Regions from separate parts of the Ovis aries genome. Here region 1 is linked to region 2. Evidence: chromatin contacts called from public Hi-C data. All regions are on one chromosome and are shown on one strand. The core of a region is the stretch at or near the end of the contact, and the rest is flanking DNA. Distances in the headings are between cores, read along the strand shown. Region 1 overlaps CPNE5 (copine 5). Region 2 has its middle 28 kb from the start of PXT1.

What was found. Hi-C and Micro-C count contacts between places; a contact is called where the count stands out from the background.
Region 1: a contact with region 2 is called in a Hi-C map of liver, with 3 times the contacts expected there. The contact joins two enhancer-like sites. A contact is called at or near these places in 2 of 16 Hi-C or Micro-C datasets (liver and tail adipose tissue).

Annotation. Positions count from the first base shown.
Region 1 is chr20:10,756,545-10,764,348 of ARS-UI_Ramb_v3.0, forward strand. CPNE5 (copine 5) reads right to left here. Exons shown (of 21, transcript XM_027958670.3): 13 at 4,162-4,215; 14 at 177-238. Among named protein-coding and RNA genes, the nearest start is that of RAB44, 62 kb to the left of the region's middle. Within about 2 kb of position 4,992, at least 4 of the 54 cell types and tissues checked have an H3K27ac peak or open chromatin away from gene starts, as enhancers often do. A contact at or near this core is called in liver, where this site is marked.
Region 2 is chr20:10,427,758-10,435,431 of ARS-UI_Ramb_v3.0, forward strand. No RefSeq gene overlaps it. Among named protein-coding and RNA genes, the nearest start is that of PXT1, 28 kb to the right of the region's middle. Within about 2 kb of position 3,469, at least 27 of the 54 cell types and tissues checked have an H3K27ac peak or open chromatin away from gene starts, as enhancers often do. A contact at or near this core is called in liver, where this site is marked.

The DNA.
Region 1 (7,804 bases), core at 3,742-6,241, 330 kb after region 2:
GGGCTCTGGGGAGTCGTCTGAGCCCAGATACCGGAGGTCTGATCAGAGCCCAGGACCCCAGGCTCTGGCCAGGACCTCAGAGAGGCCAGGTGCGGTCAGCTCAGCTCAGGTCCGTGTTGCGGGGGGGCCCTTCCCTCCCCCTGAGGCCAAAGAAACCAGGCTGCATCTCTTCTCACCCTCCTTTGATGTAGTCAAGAAATGTGCACTCTGACTCCACAGCAAAGGAAAGCAGCGTGACCTTGAAAACAAAAAGAGGCTTGGTCAGTGGGGAGCACTGAGCAGAGAGGGGGTGCAGGGAGCTTTGCAGATGGTGATGGAGCCCCCAGCATGTGCCAGGTTCGCCCACATCATTGCAAACAGTGCCCATGACAACTCTATGAGGTACTATTATTATCTCCATTCTCCAGCCCAGGAAACTGAGGCTCAAAGAAGTGATGCGGTATATCCAAGGACACTACCAGGACGTGACCAGGTAAGATGGGAACTCAGATCTGTCTGGCCCCAGACCCTGTGCTCTTGACCTCGATGCCAAACTGCATCCTGGAAGGGCCCTGTCTCTGTCGCTGGAGTACAGGGGCTCAAGCCGAGGAACTGAGTTTTCTGTTAGTGGACATGGGTGTAGAGGGAGCAGCGGGGTCCTCCAGACACAGGGCTAAGATCTGTCAGTGCTGACAAGCTCCGTGCTTCCATATTAATCCTGAAGGGCTTCCCTGTTGGCTTAGTGGTAAAGAATCCACCTGCCAATGTAGGAGACCCGGATCGATCCATGGGTCGGGAAGATCCCCTGGAGTAGGCAATGGCAACCCACTCCAGCGTTCTTGTTTGGAAAATTCCATGGACGGAAGAGCCTGGTGGGCTACAGTCCATGGGGTCGCAAAGAGTTGGGACAGGACTGAGCACGCACATATGCTTTAATCTTGAAATACGCCTCTTTGGTTTGCGCTTGTTTTAAACCTTACTTGTCCCACCTCATTCCTCTAGCATCGCCCATCTCTACCTTCTCAGACCCAAGCCCCTCCTAAGTAGCCTGTCCTTTCCCTGGAGGTAACTAAGCACCTGAGGCCCTCTTGCCTAAGCAGATGCTGCTTGACCTATGCCCCTGGCAGCTTTGGCATCAGCTTTCCCAAGACAGGCAACTACCTGGCAGTGGGTTATGATAATGATTTAGGATCGTGGAGACAAATGAAAGCTTGGCAGTTCAGTTCAGTTCAATTGCTCAGTCGTGTCCAACTCTGCGACCCCATGGACTGCAGCACCCCAGGCCTCCCTGTCCATCAACAGCTCCCGGAGCTTGCTCAAACTCATGTCCATCGAGTTGGTGATCGCATCCAACCATCTCGTCCTCTGTCATCCCTTTCTCATCCTGCCTTCAATCTTGGCAAAGTCAATTAAATGAGGCAAGAATGGGGCGGGGGACACTTTACCAGGGTCAGAGAATTCCACTCTAGGATTTGTAGCGCCCCCTACTGGTACAGATTCAGTCATCTTTATCAACTCGGTGGGGAGACCAGGGAGGGCTTCCCCTTGACAAAGCGGATGAGCATTAGCCCAAATGATGGAGAGTCTGTGAGTACTGAGTTGGGCCTTGGAGACCCCCATTCGCTGTGGACGGACAAAGCCTCCCTAGTGTCTAGGAGTGGACTGTGGCAGTGGCCTCTCCTCTATGAACATTAGACTCCACGGGAAGCTTTCAAAACATCTTGTGGCTGGACTGAAGACCCCAAACCAATATCATCAGGCTTTCTGGAGTAGGGATATGGCTCTGGTTTATTTCTGGCTCCTCACTTGAGTTTAACATGCAGTCAGGGTTGAATTCCACTTCAGGCCCTGGGATGAAGCAATTAATTGCTGAACTTGGCTGGCCATATGAATTGACTCAGGGACTTGGTACTCAGAGGGTGGTCCCTGAACAGCAGCATCAGCATCACTGGATAGAAATGCAGACTCTTGGCATTTCAGCAAGATCCCCAGGAAATCCTGCACATAGCAAGTAAGGTCTGAGAAGCACTAAATATAGATTCCTGGGCTCCCAGCCTGGGTTTCCTAAAATGGAACCCCAGGGAACTGGCCTGGGCATCTGTATTTTAATAGGGATCCTGAACCCTGAGTGATTTTTTTTTTTTTTAATGGTAAAGATTGGGAAATGCTGGATCAAAGGAAAGTCAGGAGACCTGGGCCTAGCCCTGCCCCTTCCCTAACTCACTGTGACCTGAGGCATCATGTCCCCTCTCTGGGTCTCAGTTTCTTTATCACTAAAGCAAGAAAGCTGGATGAGATCAGTGGGTTTCATACCTTATTATTATTATTATTATTTTAGCTGTACATCTAATATTTCTTAGCTGGGGAAGGTGCTGCCCTCTCAAGGGGCATTTGGGAACATGAGGGAGAGCTTTGGGGTCTCACAATGACTGGGGTTCTACTGCTAGCTATGGGCTCAGGCCAGGGAGGCTAAGCATCCCACCACATATGGGGAAGTCCTGTAAGACAAAGAATTATTCTGCCCCCAATGCTGACAACATCCCCACTGAGAAACCCTGCACCTTTGGACAAAGGAAGTATTACTCCATGTCTGCATGTGAAGCAGCTATAATCAGAGAAGTGGTGGTCAGCAGAGTCCAGCTTACAGTCCTGCATCTCCCATGTGTCTGCCACAGCCACCCTGTGCCTTCAACAGGGTAGGGATGATATATTAGACCCATTTTACAGATGGAGAAAAGGTTCCTGGGAGGAATCCTGGGGGCCCCTGCCTGTGGCCTCGTCTGGTCTAGAGTTGCCGTTGGCCTGACTCAAATGGCTGCGTTTGGCTGTATCCGCTCTGGGGCAGTGGCCCTCTAGAGTGGGAGGGACATGAAGGGCGCAGACTTGGGTATGTTTGCGCTGCTAAGACATCGGTTTGTTCTATAAATGCTTTGGTGGGCTCCACCTCAGGGCCTTTGCACATGCTGATCCCTACAGCTAGAACTCTTTTTCCTTGATATCCTTAATACTTAACTCCCTCACCTTGCTTAAATTTCTGCTTAAAGGTTATCTTCTCAGAGAAGCTTTCCTTGGCTATTTTATATAAAATAGCAAGTTTGGGCCCTTGCATTCTCTATTGATTTATCTCACTATACTTTTAAAATTAACTTCTATTGGAGTATAGTTGCTTTACAATGTTGTTAGGTTTTTCTGTATAGCAAAGTGAACCAGCTATATGTTTACATATATCCCCTCTTTTTCAGATTTTCTTCCCATTTAGGTCACCACAGAACCTGTGTTATTCAGTAGGCTCTCATGAGTTATCTGTTTTATGCATAGTATCAATAGTGTGTATATGTAAACCCCAGTCTTCCAATTCATCCCAGCCTTCCCCCTTGGTATTTGTTTGTTTCCTATGTCTGTCTCTATATTTGCGTTGCAAGTAAGATCGTCTATGTCATTTTTCTAGATTCCACACTTCACTATACTTTGTTTCCACAGCACCCCCAACCACCTGGCACACACAGGTATTTGCGGGAGCACTTGTCTTCTGTCCCCCACCCCCCAACCTGACAATAAGTACCAGGGGGGCAGGGATTTGCATCAGTCTTATTCCCTCTTGCCCCAAACAGTGCCTGGCACTTGGGAGCACACAGTAAATATTTGTTGAAGAAATGCAGGAGTGTGCTGAGGATCAGCCCCCGGAAGCCGCTGGGCCAGTGTGATCCCAGGATGGTCTTGGTTAAGGAGGCCGTGTCCACAGCAGCTGCAAGCTGCAGATTTAACTGTTGTGCTCACTGCTCTGTCTACCACCTTCCAGCTCTGTGACCTTGGTTGAGTCACTTCCCTGCCTGGGCCTTGGTTTCCGTTCTTGTGACGAGGGGATGATAATGCCTGCCTCTTAAGGAAACAACCTGTGAAAAGCACCCCAACGGGGAATTTCCCAGAGTAAGAGCCCAATAAGTTCGAGTCCTTTTCCTTCCTGCAGCAAGAGCCCCCCACGGGAGTTTCTCTCTGGGATTTTTCATCCTACATCACAGGGCCCGTCCCCCCGGACCCCCACTGCTCCGTCAGCCCCACTCCTCCCCACCCCCAACCCCCAGGTCTGGTTCCCACACCCTGCAGCAAAGCCGCACAGACCACCAGACCTAGCTCGGGGCTCAGGAAGTCTACATCCGCCTCAGAGAGGGAGTGGCTACTCACTGTGCCCGAATTCACATATTTCTTTTTCTTCATTTTCTTTTTTGGGTTTACCACCTGCCGAGGAAAAAAACACACACACACAATAAAACCCAGTTACCAGGTAAGAAGGAGCGCTTCTGCAGGGGCTGGGTGTGGCCCTGGGGCAGAAGAGAAGGAGGAAGCCAAGGGTGACTAGGGAGACGCAGAAGGAAGAAAGAGCTGGAGCTTAGGCCCAGGTGGGAAGTTCAGGTGGGAGGTCTGGCAAGCTGTGCAGGCAGGAACGGGGGAGAGAAGTCTGGCGGGACAAACCCAGCACAAACCTCAGAACCGCCACAGGCCTGAAGGCCACGCAGAGGATCTGGTGCTGCCTGGCGTGTTCGTAGGACGACAGTTCCCTAGGCAAGCTGCTGAGACGGGGGCACATTGCAGCCCCGAGACTACACTGTTCCTGGATCTCTCAGTCTGTCCCATGAGGGTGTGGGGCTTCTAGTATTTACCGCAACTCAAACATCTACTCCAGAGCAGCTCTCCCACCAGAGGGGAATGCACATGGACTCTTGGGGGTCTGGGCATCACCAAAAGACCTGGCCACAAGCATATGTCTTTGAAGTCATCTGTTATCTTTAAATTAGCCTGTACCACATGCACTCTCTAATTATAACTGTTTCAATATTAAAGCACTGTTTTGTTCTCAGATCTTCCTGTGAAGTGGGCACTGAGAAAACATCCTGTTTGTTCTGGGGTTTCCACCACCACTGGGCATGCACACCCCCTCCCCCCCTCCCCATGTACCAGACTCTCCAGCCTAAGCGGCCCCAGACGCCGTGCAGGGGACCAGCGCCCCCTAGGGGCCAGCAACCTCCCCACTCCCGGGCTGGAGTTCGAAGCTTTCTCCTCTCTCTCCTCACGTCCCCAGCGTCTTCAGGGTCCCCAGGGCTGGTAGGGGGTCTGCCCTCCTGTGCAAGGAGGCACTGAGTGGCTCCCAGGACCAGGAGCTCTGCGGGCTCTGGACACAACAGTGAGCGAGACATCGTCCCCACCCCTGAGGATGTCATGGTCTTTGGGGAGGGGGGGTGGGGAGGGGAGGGAGGAGGGGGGAGGGGAGGGAGGAAGTATGATAAGGGCTGCCCAGGTGTCGCTAGTGTAAAGAACCTGCCTGCCAGTGCAGGAGACCTAAGAGATGTGGCTTCAATCCCTGGGTCAGGAAGATTCCCCTGGAGGAGGGAATGGCAGCCCACTCCAGTATTCTTGCCTGGAGAATCCCATGGACAGAAGAGCCTGGTGGGCTACAGTCCACGGGGTCACAAAGAGTCAGACACGACTGAAGCAACTTAGCACACACGCACACACATAGTATGATAAACAGGTAACAGGCCTGCTTTTAGTGGGGGAGGAGGGAACAGGAGCACCCTCTTCAGACTTGGTGGGTGTGCAGGTAGGGCCTTCCTGGGGGAGGAGCATCACAGGCTGTCTCTGAGGCCCGGTAGAGGCCCAACCAGGTCAAGAAGAGCAAAGGGAGCCCCGGGGAGGCACCAGCACAAATGAAGCCACAGAGACCGAGCCAGATGGAGGTTCAGAGAGCCTCAGATGGCATAATGGGCTGAAAGCGAGGGTGGGCAGAGGGACGGGGAGCGGGCCAGACCCCAGGGGCTCCTAGAGCTGTGATGTATACGGCCGCTCATACACGCCCCCACCTCAGCTGCACAGACACTGCAGGTCGCGGGGGCTTGACCCTCTTGTGAAGGAGCTCGGCCTTTCCTTGTAGGTAAAGGGCCCTGTCGGACATCAGTTGGGGTGGAGGCTCCCTGCTCCCTGGGGCGAACCAGGCTGAGACAGCGGGTGAAGTGAACAGCCAGGTAGTAAGCAGGGCAGCAGTGTGGTCGATTACCATTTTGTAGGCAGCTCTGGGTTACTGAGTAGAAGTGGAAAGGCCATTAGGAGGCTGTCGCAAAGCCCCCCACCCCCACGGGGGAGATGGTGATGGTGGGGGTGGACAGGAAGGAAGGGGACAAGCCTCAGAATATCCAGGTGGCAGGAGGAGCAGGACTCAGCCGTGGACTGGGTGTGGGATGCGGGGCAGAAGGCATCAGGGATGCCTCCCCAGGGGCCGTGGTCCCCACGATGATGGCACAGGAGGGGGAAGCGGCTGGCCAGAGGAGAGGAGGGCGGCAGGGGCTCTAGCCGGCGCATTCAGTTTAGGAGGCTAAGTCTGAGGAGCGGCCACATACAGCTGGGCATGTGCGATGGACACCTAGGCTGACGCCAGAGCCTGAGATGAGGGTCTTTCCTGGCAGAAGCCTATTCCCTCTTCAGGCACTTCAGACACTAGAAGGGCCTTCCTGAGCCCAAACCAGCCTCCCAGAGATGCCCTCCACAGTGCCAGGCCTGCCGCTCGGCAGCCAGAATCTAATTCCTTTTCTACCTGCCGGCGCTTCCAGTGTGTGAGACAGCACTTTGGCTTGCCAGTGCTGCAGTTTCTCTTGTTTGCAAGGGAGCAGGGCTCAACGACCGAGAAAACAAGTCGATCTAACCTTTCCTGCTTTAAGCCTGAGAGATCGTGGCCTCATCTGAGCCTGTCAAGCACCCTTAGAAGGCCAGACTCCAAGAGATCAGACCCCTTCCCTTCCCTTCCCTAAAAATTTTCTTAGAGGACTCTAGGGAGTTCCCTGGTGGTCCAGTGGTTGACTCTGTACTTCCAATGCAGAGGGTGGGGTTTAATCCCTGGTTGGGAAACTGAGATCTCATGAACCGTGTGGCATGGCCAAAAAATGAGTAAATAAGAGTCTGGAGAGGGGCTTCCCTGGTGGCTCAGGGGTAAAGAATTGCCTGTCAATGCAGGAGACATGGGTTCGATCCCTGATCCAGGAAGATCCCACATGCAGCTGAGCAATTAAACTCCTGCGTCACAACTGTGCTCTAGAGCCCACGTGCTGAGAAGCCAGTGCGCCACAACTAGATAGAAGCCCACACAGCAGCAAAGACCCAGCACGGCCAAAAATAAAGGAATTAAAAAAAAGAGTCCAGAGAAAGACGGGGCCTGCTGCGTGGGTGGGAGAAAAGAGACAGCTCCGTCCTTTGTCCTTGCCGAAAACAAAGCAATTAACTGTGAGTGTCAGAGCTCCTACAAAGCAATTCATCCATGTTCCATTCTCACAAATAGCCTTGTTGAACTGAATTCAGCGTGGGTGTATAAGAAGCACCTACTGTGTGCCTAGGAGGACCCAGGCCAACGTGAATAGGGCAACAGAAAGGGCTGTCACTTAGTCTGCCCTTGGGGTGCTTTGGTCCAGCTGGAACACAAGACCTGTCCACTCGGGACAGAGATACAGGCTGAGGGAGCAACGTAAAGAGGGACTCAGAGTCGGTGATGGGAGTCAAAGCCAGCTCTGCGACTTCACTCGCTGAGCGATGTGAGGACAGGGCCAGCTCGTAGGACGGTTGTGAAATGTAAATCTCCTGGCACCCAGGCTCTCGACAGATGATACTAGGAGATAGCACTGACGTAATGCTCACCAGGGGCCAGGCGTGGTTCTAGTAATTTAATTCTCAGTGTGCACGGCACAGAATGGGGCAGGAGCTCAACCAGGGTCACCCAGCTTATACACGGTAGAGCTGGGATAGGAACCCTGGGCCGTAAACGAGGGCTACAAGCATCTGCAGTTCA
Region 2 (7,674 bases), core at 2,219-4,718:
TTTCTGAATATTTCATATAGTTTAAAAATTTTAAAGTCCGCATTCAAAATTTTATTTCTTTTGTGAATAGGCTATTGAGGTTTTGTGTTAAAATTCACCAAGCCCAAGTTTATGTAGATTTCCTTCTATGTTTTCATCTAAGAGTTTTTATCGTTTTGCATTTTAAATGTGTTTGTGAACAATTTCTAGTGAATTTTGGTGTAAATTGTAAAGTTTGTGTCTACAGTCTTTTGAGTGCATGTGGTTTCCAATTAATTATTCTATAGCTATTTTTTGGAGAAGTCATGGGTTATTTGGCTCCATTTCAGTTTGATTTTCCAAATTTAATGGCTTCTGCAGGCTTGCCAACTGGGAGCATGCACTTCACTTAACTGGGAGGTCGCAGCCTGCACTTCCCAACCAGCCAGCAGCAGTCCTGCCTCTCTGACCCCTGAGATGCATTTGTGTTTCCTTCCAACCTGTTACAGCCCAGGGTCTGAGCGTCTCCCCTTCCTGTCCCCTCCACAGCCCACTGCCTTTCAACAATGTTGAAGGTGACCCGAAGGTCTAGAAATCTCCTCACCCTCTGTGTCTGAGAAATGGCTTCCTGTGAAGAACCTTCCCCACAAAGATTCTGCTGGAACTCAGGATATCCCCTTCCTTTTTTTCTTTTTCTTTTTGCACACCCCACCCTCACCCCACACAGCATGTGGGGTCTTAGTTCCCCGCCCAGGGATTGAACCCAAGTGAGAGTGAGGAGTCCCAACCATTGGACTGCCAGGATCCACCCTTTCCTGACCAGGCCACACAGTCCCAGACCCGCCCTGGGCTTATCAGCCGGGAGCTGACCCGCTTCCCAGGATCAGTCAGAAAAAGGACCTGACCCATGTGTTCCCCACCTCCCGGCGGAAACTGCACTCACTGCCCTGCCTCTCGGCAGAAGGCCCCTCAGGGCATCTCCTGTCTGGCCTCTCATCCTCAGTCAGGGCACCTGACTGCCCCATGCCCAGGCCTCAGTACTTGTGTTTACACCTCTCCACAGAGAAATCTCCTTTGCCCCAGCTATCCAAATGTTTGCAGACCTTGTCTCTCTTATTCCAGCATTTCAGCCTCAGAGTTACCTGTCACCACTCAGTCCCTGCAGAGGCCAGAGATTCTTCCTGGAAGGAAAGAGTCTAGAGAAATCACAGGGATAAATACAGAGTGCAGCCAAGCCTTGCCTGTGCTGATGCCCAAAAGGGTGAAGAGGGTGAATGATTTCTGGTGAGAGTTTTAAAGTCCCCCAAGTAATAGATCATCTGTGAGCATACTGTGTCTTCCTGCTCATTCTAAATGCATGTCATCCCAGAACTTTAATGGGGGAATTTATCTCCGAAATATGCCAAGTGGGGCTTATGTTTAAAAAACAGTATCGCAGTACCTCTGAGGGTTTACACACACAGCAAGGATGCTGTTTGTTCAGACACTGGCCGAGAGCTTGCCAACAGAAGCCTTGGCCACGACCCTCCTCCCACAGGTGAGCCTCGTCAGGTGCCCAACCCCATCGCAGAATCCTAGATTGGCCGAGGGCCTGGCAGGCAGCTGGCTAGAGATGCAGACAAAAGAGAACCGCCCAACAGCCAGGGGCCACCCTGGAGCGTGGCCTCAGAAGCCTGGTCCAGCCAACAGCATCTCCATGCCAGGAGCCACACACCACGCCTGGAGCTCTGCTAGGTGGGGATGTGCCAGGAAACCGTGAGTTAGAAGGAGACGTGATGGCAGGCGCAGTGAGAGCAGCTTTGCGCTGAAAACAGTTTCTGTTCCCACTGCTGCCACCGGCTTGGTGTTTGGTCTCCAGCAGGTCAGCCTGGGCTTTCTCACCGGTGGAGAAGTGAATTGGATGCCAGCTTATTGAGTTTTCTCTGAGTTCGAGGTGCCTCTTCCAGCCCCATGGGCACCTCCCTCCCACTTAGGCACCTAGTTGTTTGGGGTCCTCAGCTGATGCAGGTGTAGTAGATTTCCACCGGTCCTTTCCTAAGGGAAAGCTGGGAAGGAGGGTGTGGTCTGTTGCAGAGACGGATCTCCCCGCACCTGGGAGGACAGGACACGCCGTTCCCCTTTAGCTCCTCTGATAGCCCACCCCTGTCATGAGCAGGTGAGTGCATGTGGCTTCTTCCCAATCGTGGTGCAAAATGTAGAATTTCTCACAAAGAAATTTGACTTTAATGAGAGGGTAGATCATGGGAGAGAATAATTAGACAGTATACACATGCCAGGGTAATTTTAAATCAAAGCTTTTAGGCCAAGTTATCTTAGTTACTGCATTAACTGTTGTCAGCTAGCGGTTTCAATAACTGTATTATCAGAATGCCTGGCAGTGAAATTGCTTTCTGCAGCCTGTTCATTGTGACCTCAGAGTCAGTGCCTGGGCTGGCGTTAGTGTGTGAGTGTGTGTGTATGTATGTGAGAGAGAGAATATGAGTGTGTGTGCACACACACTGGGGGGAGGGGGCTTCTTCCTGTTTTTTTCCTACAGTAGTACCTTGTGTTTATTTATTATGTATAATAATTTGTATCTCCTAATCCCAAACTCCTAATTTATCCCTCCCTCCTTTCCCCTTTGCTCACCTTGAGTTTGTTCTCTATGTCTATGAGTTTGTTTCTTTTCGTGTAAATGTTTTTTAGTGTCATATTTTAGATTCTATATGTAAGTCATACCATATGGCGTTTGTCTTTGTCTAACTTACTTCACTTAATATGATAATCTCTAGGTCCACTCATTGCTGCAAATGGCGTTATTTTGTTCTTTTTTCATGGCTGAGTAATATTCCATATTAGTTGTATACCGTATCTTCTTTATCCATTCATCTGTCGATGGGTATTTAGGTTGCTTCCATGTCTTGGCTATTGTAATTAGTGCTGGTGTGAACACTGAAGTGCGTTTCGAATGAGAGTTTTCCCTGGATATATGCCCAGGAGTATCACTGCCGGATCCCATGGCAACTCTATTTTTAGTTTTTTGGGGCACCTCCATTCTGTTCTCCATAGTGACTGACTGATTTAAAGCCAGCTCATGTGATTTCAGGCGATGCTGATTGATTTAAAGCTGACTGACTTAAAGTAGTGGGGTGGGCTAGGGAGGGGCAAGTGACCTGGGAGGCTTTGAAAGAGAAATGCCCCCCTCCGCAGGTCACTTCTTTGTGCTTGGAGGGAGATGAGGAAGCAATCAGGCAGCAGATTGCCCGGAGCTGGGGAGGGAGGGAGGGGGAAGGGCTGGGGAGGGAGGGAGGGGGAAGGGCTGGGGAGGGAGGGAGGGGGAAGGGCTGGGGAGGGAGGGAGGGGGAAGGGCTGGGGAGGGAGGGAGGGGGAAGGGCTGGGGAGGGAGGGAGGGGGAAGGGCTGGGGAGGGAGGGAGGGGGAAGGGCTGGGGAGGGAGGGAGGGGGAAGGGCTGAGAGCGGGCCTTAGAGCAGATGGTCACTGGAGGGCGCCAGAGCGCCAGCAGAGCCTCTCGGGCCGGCCCTCCAGGCTGGGAAAGGAGCTGGAGCCGGGGCGGGTGGAATCCCAGGGACGTGCCCAGAGAGGAGGGGTTGGGTACCGGGAACTTCTACCCCGGCCCAAACTGCCTCGCCTCACAGAGGGCCCAGAGGTCTACCTTCAGCACCCGATGGGGACACTTCCAGCTTGGTCGGGTGGCGCAGTGGTTGGGCAGCCTGAGAGGAAGCCTGCGGTGTGACTGCCCTTTGTTTCCCCGGAGGCGGGGCTCGGCCCAGAAATACTGGGTTTGACTCCTGGGCTTGCAGTTTCTAAGCTACAGGCCTGCGTGCGTGTTGGCATCTGGAAAACGCGGCTGTGGTCGTGAACATGGAGCAGGCAAAAACCCATCCCTTCCCATCTGAGCCTCTTCCTCTTCCCTCCCCCCGCCCCTTTCTAGGGGGATCGGACCTAAAGCCAGATCATGTGACTTAAAAGGGATGACTTCGTTTTCTTCCAATTTTTAAAAGACAGTGGGCCATTTTCATGGGCCCCTAAAAGTATGGAGGCCCCTGCACTGTGCCTGCGATAAGTCAACCCAGCGTTTCCGTTTGCGTGGTGCGTCTCCCTAGAGCTCTTCATCACTTCCCCACCCCCAGCTGCGTGAGAGTGGAAGGTGCTCAGGGCTCATCAGGTCCAGCCTGACAGGTAAGAAAACCGAAGCAGAGGAGAGAAACGACTGTCTGAGGCCACCCCTCGACAATGACAAGGACTAAGCCAACCTCTGACTGCCAGGTCCCAAACCAACACAAAAGAGAGAACTAGTTTTCCTGTTTGGGAAAAAAAAAAAAAAAAAAGATCTGCATCATACATTCCTTCGTTTATTCCAGCTCCAGCCACGTGCCAGGCACCATGCTGCTGCTTGGGACAGGGCACAGAGTGCGGCTGGCAGGAGGGACTCCAGGAACCAATGACTGTCACAGTCCTCACCAGCGACGCAGACGAAAAGTGCACTGTGCTACAAACAGAAAGCTGAGCAACAAAACCCAGCATGGGAGGAAGAAGAGGCTTCCGTTATTTATTTGAAGACCTAAGAAAGAAGAAATGTCTGAATTGACCCAAAAATTATTTAAGGGGAAAAAAAAAAGGAATAGAAGTGAGAGTTGGCCTTTGTGGTACTACAAAACCACATAATCAGGATCTGATGGTACTAACCAAAGATTGACAAGTATCACTGGAAAAGAAGAGGGTGCCGTATATGTGTGTGTGACATTAATTTAGTGGGGAAGGATAGCTAATTTGAGGTATGATAAAACCACAGCTGGCTCTCTACCTGGAAAAAAATCTGTCTTTGGACCCTCACCTCCCACCAGTCACAAAAATCAGTTCCAGATGGATTAAGGCCTAATGAATTGAACAATAAATAGCAACCCTAACAGAACTGGAAATAGAAAACCATGTGCCCTGAACAAGGGTAGCAGAGACTCAACCAGGACAGGAAACTCAGAGACTGTAATAAAAAGTGAAGCACATATGTGACTGCATTAATTTTTATACGTGTGTCCAAAGATACCATAAACAAAATGAAAAGAGGATGGATTGGGGGGAATTCCAAAATTTCCCGTTGCAATGCAGATGGCAGATAAAATGCCTGCGGGCTTCCCTGGGTGGCTGAGTGGTAAGGAGTCTGCCTGCCAACCCAAGGAGACACGGGTTTGATCCCCGAATCCTGGGAAGATCCCGCATGCTGCGGGGCACCTAAGCCATGTGCCACAACCACTGAGCTTGTGCTCTAGAGCCGGGGGCGGGGCGGGGTGGGGGGGGCCGCAACTACTGAGCGCACGTGCCACAACTGCTGAAACGTGTGCTCCCCAGAGCCCGGACTCTGCAACGAGAGAAGCCACTGCAATGAGAAGCTCATGTGCCGCAACTGGAGAGAAGACCCAGCACAGACAAGTAAATACATTATTTAAACAGTAAAATGCCTGTGACCGGTCAAGAGCATCTCTAAATTGATTTTTTTTTAAAGACAAAGAACCTTCCCAGCAGTTCACAGTGCAGCAGGATTTATCAACCTCAGCACTGTAGACACTGGGTCTCACAGCCCCTTGCTGTGGGCGCTTTATAAGATACATAGCAGCATCCCCGGTGCCTACCCACTAGATGCCAGCCTCACCCCTCCCCAACTCACGAGTTGTGATAACCAAAAATGTCTGCAGACGTTGCCATATGTCCCTGGGGAGGGAGAAAAAACCGCTCAGTTGAGAAGCTCTGCAGTAGAGCGGATCCACTAATAAACATGTGGCAGGATGCCTCAGTAGTCAGGGACAGGCAGAGAGCAGAATCAGATGTCATTTTAATGATAACACACCTATTCCTAGCATGAATGCAAAGAAAAGGATGTGTGGAGGATAGCAGTAGGACTTTAGAGTCTCCAAGGGAGATCAGTCTGATAATGCAGAAGGGAGACACAAAAAGTTACTTGCCGGGGCTTCCCTGATGGTCCAGTAGTTAAGAATCTGCCTTGGAATGCAAGGGACACAGGTTTGATCCCTGGTCTGGGAAGATCCCACATGCTATGGAGCCAGTAAGCCCAGGCTCCACAACTACTGAGCCAATGCTCTCGAGCCCAAGAGCAGGAACTACTGAGCCCACGTGCTGCAACTACTAAAGCCCACTTGCCCTGGAGCGCGTGCTCTGCAACAAGAGAAGCCATTGCAATAGAAAGCGTGTGCACTGCAACCAAGAGTAGCCCCCACTCACCACACAGAAAGCCTGTGTGTGGCAGTGAAGACCCACACAGCCAAAAAATAAAATAGTTAATTTTTTAAAAGCTGCATGGTGTAAAGCTCAGAGACTGCGTGTGGTGTCATGCAGGTGTCAGGGCAGGCCTGCACAGGCAACCAGGACTGCCAGGAACTCTAGGGACCAACTGCCAATTGCATTTTGAATGTGGTTCCCTATTCTGTGATATTTGAGACCAACAGCCCCCAAATTCAAAACTACAATACCTGAGTCAGAGGGGTCTGGTTTTCTGTATTTGGCTGGAGGGTGGGGACGAATTCCACTCCTTTCTGGCTGTTCTGCCTCCATAAAAATACAAAAACTATGCTGAGAGGGAAACCCCTGAATTTTGCAGGCATTATCAACCTCAGATGTGGTCCTCCCAGGTCCAGAGAGACGGGCAGGAATTTCCCTCGCGGTCTCTGAAGGACCTAAGGTCACACACAACCCCTAGTAGCACCTGAAACTTTGAAGCCTGTCGTCTTCCTGGAATGTAGTTTGTTTTTTCTTTCATTTCCACATGCTGACTCCTACCCTCACCTTTCATTCTCTTGCAGTCAGCACCTCCAGTCCAGTGATAAGTAAAAGGGACTTTTTTTAGTCTACAAATAATAAGTGCTGGAGAGGGCGTGGAGAAAAGGGAACCGTCCTACACTGTTGGAGAGAATGTACGTTGGCGAAGCCACTGTGGGAAACAGTATGCAGGTTCCTCAAAATACTAAAACTAGAATCGCCATATGATCCAGCAATCCCACTCCTGGGCACATACCCAGACAAAATTCTAATTCAAAAAGATACATGTACTGCTATGTTCACAGGAGCCTTATTTACAACAGCCAAGACACGAAGCCACAGTTATGTATATATATAAACTGAATGTTAAATGTTCCCCAGCCATTAAAAAGTATAAAATAATACCATTTGCAGCAACGTGGATGAACCTAGAGATGATCGTACTAAGTGCAGTGAGACAGACAAATACCATATGATAGCACGTACGTGTGGAACCTGAAATATGACACGAATGATCCTACCTACAAAACGAAACAGAGTCACACAGAGAACAGACTTGTGGTTGCCGAGAGGGAGGGGCTTTTGAGGAGGGAAGGATTAGGAGGTTGAGATTAGCAATAGATGCAAACGATTATATACAGATGGATAAACAACAAAGTCCTACTGTACAGCACTGATAACTGTATTCAACATCCTGCAATAAGCTATAATGGAAAAGAATATGAAAAAGAACATATATAACTGAGTCACTTTGTATACAGCTGACATTAAACACGACATTGGAAATCAACAAAGAGAATTTTAAAGGGACTTTTCTGTTCCTCACATGTTCAAAGAATATTAGGTGAAAAGTTTTTCCTACAGGACTTGTGCCCCAGGAATGGCCCAGGTTCTAAGCACGAGGTCAGCCAGCAGAATCTGCATCAGGCCCTGAGGTGAGGAAGGGGC